Linked DNA regions of Mus musculus: regions 1 and 2 are each linked to region 3. A link is a contact called in public Hi-C and HiChIP or PLAC-seq data. All regions are on one chromosome and are shown on one strand. The core of a region is the stretch at or near the end of the contact, and the rest is flanking DNA. Distances in the headings are between cores, read along the strand shown. Region 1 has its middle 58 kb from the start of Gm39459. Region 2 has its middle 64 kb from the start of Gm39458. Region 3 has its middle 29 kb from the start of Trak1.

Region 1 (2,700 bases), core at 32-2,531, 560 kb before region 3:
GGCTTCCCCTGAATCAGAGAAGAAGGGCTTGGTCAGGTGACCTCTGGGGCGGGGGGGGGGGGGTGTCTCAGAACTCGGGGAAGGGAGAAGGATCCACTGAATGTAGCATCAAGGTGCCTGCTATGGGCAAGGGCCCAACCTCTGGTCCTTACCTTCTAGAATATTCCAACCAGAGAATGGAGGCAGGGTATCTGCCTACTAGATAAAGGGGTCTGTGGTGTTCCTTGTCTCTGCACTATAGACTGTTGACCGACTTGAAGTCTGAGTGAGCTCCTAGCTTCAGATAGGGAAGTAAACTGGGGTCAAGGAGGGGGGCCTTTGTGTTTGAGAATGAGGCTAATGTGCAAACCAGAGATGTAACAAAGCCAGAGGTAAATGACTATGTCACAGGTGCCCAAAGCCACTGGCAAGTAGGGATTCTGAGTCCCCCATCCCTCGCTGTGCCTAGGGTAGTGCTCCCCGGTGGATCATCTGCTCATTGCAGCCTAAGCCAGAGGACAGAGCCTTTCAGAAATGGACCACTTTCCATCTTCCTTCTGGCCTGTTAGGTTGCCCATGCCCTCCCTCTGCAGACACCTATGTTGAGGGATACTTTGTAACCTCAAATGACCCCAAACAAGTCTCTTCTCCCAGTGCACATTACAGCTGCAGAGATGGCTCAGAGAGTAAGAACGTTTGCTGCACAAGTGGGAGAACCTGAGTTCCAATCCCTAGAACCCACATAAAAAGCCACGCCTGGCTACACACAGGCCCATAATGCCAGCCTGGACTGTGGGTAGCAGAGGCCGGAGGATCACTGGGTCTGCTGACAGAGAAGGAGGGCCTACCTCCCCCACCCCCCAGAGAGAGAGACAGAGAGATACAGAACCACATTCACACAAACACACAAAGAGACAGATACAGACAGACAGACAGACAGACACGTGTACACACACAGGGAACATTGCAGATGACTACAAATCATCACCTCACCTCACTGGAATCTTTTTTTCTGTGGGTCTCACCTGGCTCACAGGCCAGCAAGACACCCCCTCAGCCAGGTTCAGTACTACCCTGGGTTACCAGTGCCCCTAAACTTGCCCTGCTTGTTTGTGTGTTTGCTGTGCCTTTCTGTGCAGAGGAACTTGCACAGGACAGAACTATATGTTTAGTTTATTCACGGGGTCGAAGGTCCTGTCTGGAAGCAGCAAATATTTGTAGAAACAAAGGAGGGAGGGAAAGGGGAAGTGGGGAGAGGAGGTGGTTGCCAGGAGATAAAGCAACTGGCTTGTGTCACAGTTGCCAAAGATAAGTCACCTGACACACATGGGAATTCCCAGAACAACCATGCACAGAGATACTTAACTCAGTCTATTGCAAAACTCACTACTTACTTGGGCATTTTGACTTTTATTATTGTTTGAGATACTCCAAGGGAGAGTGACTCAGACCACCAGGTGACTTGGCTGTGGTTTCCTGTGAGTCAAGCCTGCTAGTCAGCTCCAGACAGAGGTGAACAGGAAACTAGGCCAGAGAAAAGCTAGAGAAACCAAGAGCAGCAGACACACAGACATGCAGGCGGCTTCCAGCCTGGGCACTCGGGCCAAAAGGGCAGACAAACTGTAAACCCCAGACACTCGTGCCCTGAGTGGGCACAGCTATTCTTTTTTTTCTTTTTTCTTTTTTTTTTAAATCATATAGTACAGCATTTACCTTTGCAAGCCCTTCAAGATGTGTTTTGTTGTTTATTTTGTTTAAAAACAAACAAACCAGGTCTGGGCTAAAGGCTACCAGCTTTGATAACCCACAGAGAAAGGGAGGTAGCCGCTGTATTGTGAGGTGAGTGCTCAAAATGACCCTGGAGAGCAGTGCCAAACACAGCAAGGAGTGTTTTAGACTTGTCCCGCCAGTGCGTGCCTCACTGCATCCCGCCAACCTCGCAGTCCAAACGGTCCTCTTTCAGAAACTTCTCTATTTCAGGCCAAGGGAGGAGCAGGAGGAGGAGGAGGAGGAGGAGGAGGAGGAGGAGGAGGAGGAGCAGGAGCAGGAGCAGGAGCAGGAGCAGGAGCAGGAGCAGGAGCAGGAGCAGGAGGAGCAGGAGCAGGAGGAGCAGGAGGAGCAGGAGGAGCAGGAGGAGCAGGAGCAGGAGCAGGAGCAGGAGCAGGAGCAGGAGCAGGAGCAGGAGCAGGAGGCCAGAAGCCGGTGCCCTCTGGGCCGACTGCAAAGGTCCTCCCTAAAGCGTTCCAAGAAGGCTTACACGGGAAAGGAGGAGCTCTGGGATCAGAGTCCAGACTCGGCACAGCTATTCTTACATCAACCTGAAGGCGTAGGCGAGGACGACTGGAGGACTGGCCACATCCTTTCCAGAGCAGGGCTGGCCTAACAGAGGATGCAGGGAGAGCAGTGAGAGGAAGCTAGCCCGCTGCTTTTTTTGTTTTTGTTTTTCTTCAGTATTGGGATTAAAAAAACCAACCAACCAACCAAACCATGATTGTTCTGATACCACGTCTCTTCCCCTCCTGCCTTTTGCGTCCTTTCCCCCTTTGCCAGCGCCTGTCTTACCAACCCTCATCCATGTCAGTGACAGAGTGTCACTGGTGTATTCCACCTCAGGAGCCAAGGGACAGAAATGGAAATGTCTGCTGCATTTCCTGGAGAGTATGATGACATGAAGTGTCCACAGGAACAAACTGCCACAACCCTAGACCTCCTCATAGCCCA
Region 2 (2,700 bases), core at 50-2,549, 600 kb before region 3:
CTGGGAATGATTTCTGAGCCACATGACTAGGGAGAGAAAAGATTGGTTAGGAGCAGCCTGGCTAGGTCAGACTGCAGATGCTGGGGCAGACTGGAGGATCTGTCACATCCACAGCAGGTAGCTCCTTTTCACCTCCAAGGAAACCAAGTTCCTGCCCACAACCTCTGCAGGGCTGAATACAGGTATTTGTATAAGGTTTTCAAAGATGTTGTTTATAACAGCAGCAACAACAAAAAGCCCAACAATATTGTGCACTGATGTTTAATGAGCCCTGAGTTTCCAGCATTTCTCACATCTACAAAATCACATTCGGGCCCTGGGATCCCATATCCAATAGCTGCTGTGATGTCCAGGGAGACAGAATCTACAAACTTTTAAGTATCAGTCACCACTAGCTTCAGGGTTTAGCACCCCTGCTCAGCCATGAGAATGTAGCCAATCTAGGATGGGACGAGGTCCTTTACTCTATGGAAGGTCCCAAAACAGAAACCCACCCTGGCTTCTCTTGAGAATTTACAATGTATGTTTAAAGAGAACGTTCTGGAAACAGTGTTTCAGTGACTCTTAACCAGTGGCTGTAAGTCAGAGAACTGTGGAAGGCAGCCCAGGGGACCTGCTGGGAGGGGACAGGGTCTTTCTCCATCCTGCTGGGAGGGGACAGGGTCTGTCTTTCTTGATCTGGACCTCATGTTTGCTCCTGGGTGGTTCTCTGCATGGGCTGCTTTTCTCTCTCTGTTCTTTCATTTATTTGCTTCTGGTCAGGGTCTCATGCACCCCAGGCTGCCCTTGAGCTTCCTACATAGCCAAGGATAGTCTTGAACTCCTGATCCATCTGCCTCTACCTCCCATGTGCTAGGACTACAGACATGAGCCACTACACAGTTTATGCATTGTTGAGATTCGAACCCAGGGCTCCAAATATGCTAGATCTCTTTATATTACAGGTGGGATTCATTTGTTGACCATGCTAACCCCATGTCCCTGAGAGGGACTACTATTACAGGGTACAGCCTTGTGTGAAGGTGAAGGTAATTTCAGCGCCAGCCGTGAGTCAGGCATAGGTCTACATTCCAGAGAGCAGAGTCAGAGCCCGTGCTGGAGAAGAGAACTCCTGGGCCTTGGCCTGAGTTCCTACTTCTCTGCTCAGCTCATGATCCCTCCTCACATCCCACAGTCACAAGGCCAGGCTTCTAGAAAAGCCCCCCTCCCCCATGTTTTATCTGGCAGAACACTGGGACAATAACTGGACTAGCTTCAACTGACCAGGAAACCAAAGCCCTACAGAAAGACGCCTCATGAGTCCTGCCAAACTTCGTGTTCCCTGCCAGTCCCGGGCTGGCTGGACAAACAGCCTTGCCAGGGTTTGCATTTGTGAGGAGGGCGAATGTGCTGTGTGGAACCACAGAATGGAAGTTATGTACTTTCGGGGAAACAGTACAAGCAAACTCAGGCTCGGTTTCCATTATGCGGCTTCTGAAAGGGCTTCACCTCCTGCGTGGAAGGGAGTGGGCTCTGGGGCAACAAAGGCGTTGCCTCTGTGGCTTTTCTGAAGCAGTATGTGTGTGCTTGTCAAAACATACCTTTCCTGCGAACTTTGAAGACAGGGTCTGTCTGCCTGCCAGAAAGGGGAAGAGAGAAAATTCCACTCTGCAGCCCCTTTGGCCTGTGCACAGGGCAGGATCCTCTCTCACAAAGGCATTCCTTCACAGTTGCAAAGCCAGCTTCCCCAGAGATTTCCCACCACCGCAGTCTGACTGGGTCTGGAGGGTGGAGAGCTGGCACAGGGATGTTTTCTCCATCATGAAACAGAAAGGTAAATAAAGCTCTGCTCCGTGGAGGGCCAGGGCCCCCAGGGCTTAGGGAATTGTGAAGCAAGTGTCCGTTAAAAACTCCTCCTTTCTGTGGCTGCAATCATCCCCTTCAACTGCTGTAGCCCCTCTGATAGGAGTAGGGAAACCTCCGAATTGGGAGATAACCTGGGCCTGTAGCTGGAGCAGAGCTTTCAAACCCCACATGGCATCGAATCAGCAGATTGTCTGTCCAGACCTCCCTATCTTAGAAGTTTGATCTGCAGTCAGCCTCTCTCTGGAGTCACAAGAGGACCTCCAATCAAAGCAAAGTTCCAGTCAGGTGGGACCCTATCTACAGTACACAGCACAGGCATTCCCTCCTACTACTCAGTGGCCCCATTTCCTTGCTGGCTCCAGATTCTCAGCTCATAATTAGGGCTGAGGGTGAGGGAGATAGCAGTTAAGTATCTCCTGTGCAAGCCTAAAGACTTGAGGTCAGCCTCCAAAAATCAGGCACAGAAGCGAACATCTGTAATCCCCGTGCTGAAGGGGCAGGGCTGACACAGGAGCAGTCCAGGACCCTCCTGGACAGCCAGTCTTGCTGAAATTGGTGAACTTTCAGTTCAAAGAGAGACCTTGTCTCCAAAAGTAAAGATGGATGTCATTTGAGAAAGACATCTGGGATGCTGGCCTCTGGCATTCATGCATACATATGCATACATACATGCATACATATGCATACATACATGCAAACAAGCACACACATGTATACACATACACAGGAAATAATAAAAAAAAGAAAAACAAACTGCTTTGATTAATGTCTAATTCATTGTACATTCACATAGCCTTCATTAAAGGGCTTGAAAAATGACACCCTGAAATAGCTAAATGTAACCCCTTGCTTTAT
Region 3 (2,700 bases), core at 144-2,643:
AGTGCCTGTGATCCTGATGTCGGGTTATGGGGTGTCCCACATCCACTCCGCCACAGGGCTCGGGACATGGGTGGAGGTGGGACACAGGAGTTTTGATTGTGCTTACCCCACGCTGGCGCCGGGCGGGTGTCAGGCTATGGGAAGCTTCAGGACACCCCTTTTGGGGGTGGGGGAGCGCAGTCCAGGGGACAGCCGGAGCTGGCTAGGGGATCTCCGGGCCTGTGTGGAGGACTGGGCTGTCTGGTTCTCAGGCTCTTGGATATCCAAGCACCACTGGGAGCCACAGAAGAGCTGAGAACGGAGTGGGGTCCCAGGGGCTGGATCTAGCCTGGAGCTGAAGGGGAAAAGAGGGGAGAACTCCTTGCTAGGTCCTGCGGGGAGGAGAGAGCCCTTGGCTTGTTTGGCTTGGCTTGGTGGGGACGGAGGCTGGGAGCACTGAGAAACCTTCTGTGGGAGATTAGGCAGCCGGCTCTTTAGGCAAAGGCCTGTTCCATTGCTCCCCATGGTGGATCCTGATGAAAAAGAGTGTCCATGGTTTTAAGACATTCATTGTCAATGGTGGAAAGTGGATGACTGAAAACCATACCGTACTTCTCAGGGCGGGCCTGAGGTTAAATACCTTTTGCAGGGAGGAGTGTCTGGGAAGGGGAGTTTATTGGCTCCAGGCCTTTAGGTACCTCACTAAAATGGAGATCTGTCTTGAGGCTGTGTGACCACAAGTCAGTCACATCTTCTACCTGTGGAGGGGCTTGGGGCATTGCCCTTATGTGACTGAAGGACACCAATCTATGGAGGGCTGCGGCCTCATGTTAGGAGCCTAGTGTCCTGGAGTGCGTCCTAGTACCATCCCTACAGGGTCACCGGGATTTCAAGCCTGTGCTCGACCAGGAACCAGGCTGCCTTTCACGGACCAACAACATCCTGGCACTTGGGAGGTAGAGGCAAGAGGGCCAGAAGTTCAAGGTTACTTAGGGGTTTGAGACCAGCTTGAGCTACACGAGAAACTGTCAAAAACTAACACAAAGGAGTGTTTTGCCTTCACTCAAACTTCCTTGACCTGGGTAGGACTCAGCATCTGTGTTTTATAAGCCTCCTAGGGTGGTGTGTGTGTGTGTGTGTGTGTGTGTGTGTGTATGTGTATGTGTGTCCAGTGCTTACTTCCTGGCTTCCATGGACTTGAAGGTGGGTGCAGGGTGGAGCTTCTAGGGTAGGTGGGTTCTACTCAAGTCTGGAAGGAAGGTGTGGAGAACTCCCCTGAGGCCTCTCCAAGGCCGAGTTGCTCTTTCACAGTTGGCTCTGAGCCTGCAGATTCTTTCCTCCAAACAATGCCTGCTTCTCTGCATTCTTGTTCCCCGAGGCTGTGCTCAAACAATGGGGCTCTTTCTTCTCCATTGGAGTCTGCCCCGTGGGCCTTATGGGTGCTGTCTGCCTGATTTTATCTCATGTTGACTGTTATTATACTGTGATAGCCTGGCTGGGCTTTTCATTGTGGGGATAAAGGGAAACAATCTGTCTACCATCCCTAAGATTCACTCTGAGAGAATGCCAGGCCCAGAATAAGGGATGGGATTGGTGGTGTGGGTAGGATGTGTGTGTGTGTGGGTGTGTGGGTGTGTGTGGGTGTGTGTGTGTGTGTGTCCGTCCTGGAGCACACTGAAGTGGTGTGCTGCTATAGCAGTGATGGCAGGTGGCGTTTGCTCTGTACCAAGTACTGTGCTAAGCACTTTGGCATGATCGTGGGATAATTTAGTTTTAGTCCACCCTTTGACTAGAGAGTCTCAGTTTGATCCTTTGACTTATCTGGTGTCCCGGCCCAGGAAACTGAGGCAAGAAAGGGCAGGTGCACGCTGGATAGCAAGCAACTTCTATTTTATTCTAGCATCATGGGTAGCCATGGGTTATTGAGGAATAACCTGGCCCCTGTGTAGTTTGGATATAGGTTGATGTGCACGGGGTTGGGGTGGGGGTGTGTGGAGAGGTGGGGATGGGATATTTAAAGGTGTGGCCTATGGAATGTGTGAAAAGAACCCAGAGCAGCATTGTGGGACCCTTGAGCATTTTGGGTAGCCACAACATGTCCAATCTGGGACATAGAGCCTTGAGAACTGTGGCCCACAGGGAGCTTGTTTCTTTATAAGCTGCCCAGCCTCGAGTGTTTCATTGTGGTAACCAAATATGGACTAGTACCTCAGGCCACCTGCTGCCCGAGCCTGGGATTTCACAGACCTCACCTGCTTCCTGGCAGAAGAAATGTTCCACAGAAAAGTTGATCCCTAATTCATATGTGCACACGTGTGTGTAGAGACCATGTGTGCACATGTGTGTAGAGACCAGATCTCACCCTCAGCTGTTGTTCCTTGGTCCCTCTCTATCTTGTTTTGCAGAGAAGATCTCTCATTGGTCCAGAGCTCATCAAGCAGGCTGGACTGAGCTTCAGGGACTCACCATTCCTGGGCTCTCTCACCATGTGTGCCATGGTGTCTGGCTTTTTACATGGGCACTGGGGATTGAATTCAGGACCTTGCAAAGTGAGCCCTTTGCCAGCTGAGCTTCTCCAGCCTCCTTAGTATTTGTTTTTGTTTTTGTTTTTGTTTTTGTTTTTCTTTTTTTTTTTTTTTTGGGGTTTTTCGAGACAGGGTTTCTCTGTATAGCCCTGGCTGTCCTGGAACTCACTTTGTAGACCAGGCTGGCCTCGAACTC

The links. A called contact is a pair of places that touch in the nucleus more often than the background predicts. HiChIP or PLAC-seq counts read pairs in DNA pulled down with a chosen protein or histone mark.
Region 1: a contact with region 3 is called in a FOXA1 HiChIP or PLAC-seq map of pancreatic cancer cells. The contact joins two enhancer-like sites. A contact is called at or near these places in 2 of 115 datasets of contacts at active chromatin or transcription factors (embryonic stem cells and pancreatic cancer cells).
Region 2: a contact with region 3 is called in a Hi-C map of Sertoli cells, with 6 times the contacts expected there. The contact joins two enhancer-like sites. A contact is called at or near these places in 1 of 484 Hi-C or Micro-C datasets (Sertoli cells) and 2 of 115 datasets of contacts at active chromatin or transcription factors (embryonic stem cells and pancreatic cancer cells).

What each region holds. Positions count from the first base shown.
Region 1 is chr9:120,775,395-120,778,094 of GRCm38.p6, forward strand. No RefSeq gene overlaps it. Among named protein-coding and RNA genes, the nearest start is that of Gm39459, 58 kb to the right of the region's middle. Within about 2 kb of position 1,282, at least 200 of the 459 cell types and tissues checked have an H3K27ac peak or open chromatin away from gene starts, as enhancers often do. A contact at or near this core is called in pancreatic cancer cells, where this site is marked.
Region 2 is chr9:120,738,187-120,740,886 of GRCm38.p6, forward strand. No RefSeq gene overlaps it. Among named protein-coding and RNA genes, the nearest start is that of Gm39458, 64 kb to the left of the region's middle. Within about 2 kb of position 1,300, at least 178 of the 459 cell types and tissues checked have an H3K27ac peak or open chromatin away from gene starts, as enhancers often do. A contact at or near this core is called in Sertoli cells and pancreatic cancer cells, where this site is marked.
Region 3 is chr9:121,336,483-121,339,182 of GRCm38.p6, forward strand. It overlaps a transcript of Trak1 not described here. Among named protein-coding and RNA genes, the nearest start is that of Trak1, 29 kb to the right of the region's middle. Within about 2 kb of position 1,394, at least 106 of the 459 cell types and tissues checked have an H3K27ac peak or open chromatin away from gene starts, as enhancers often do. A contact at or near this core is called in Sertoli cells and pancreatic cancer cells, where this site is marked.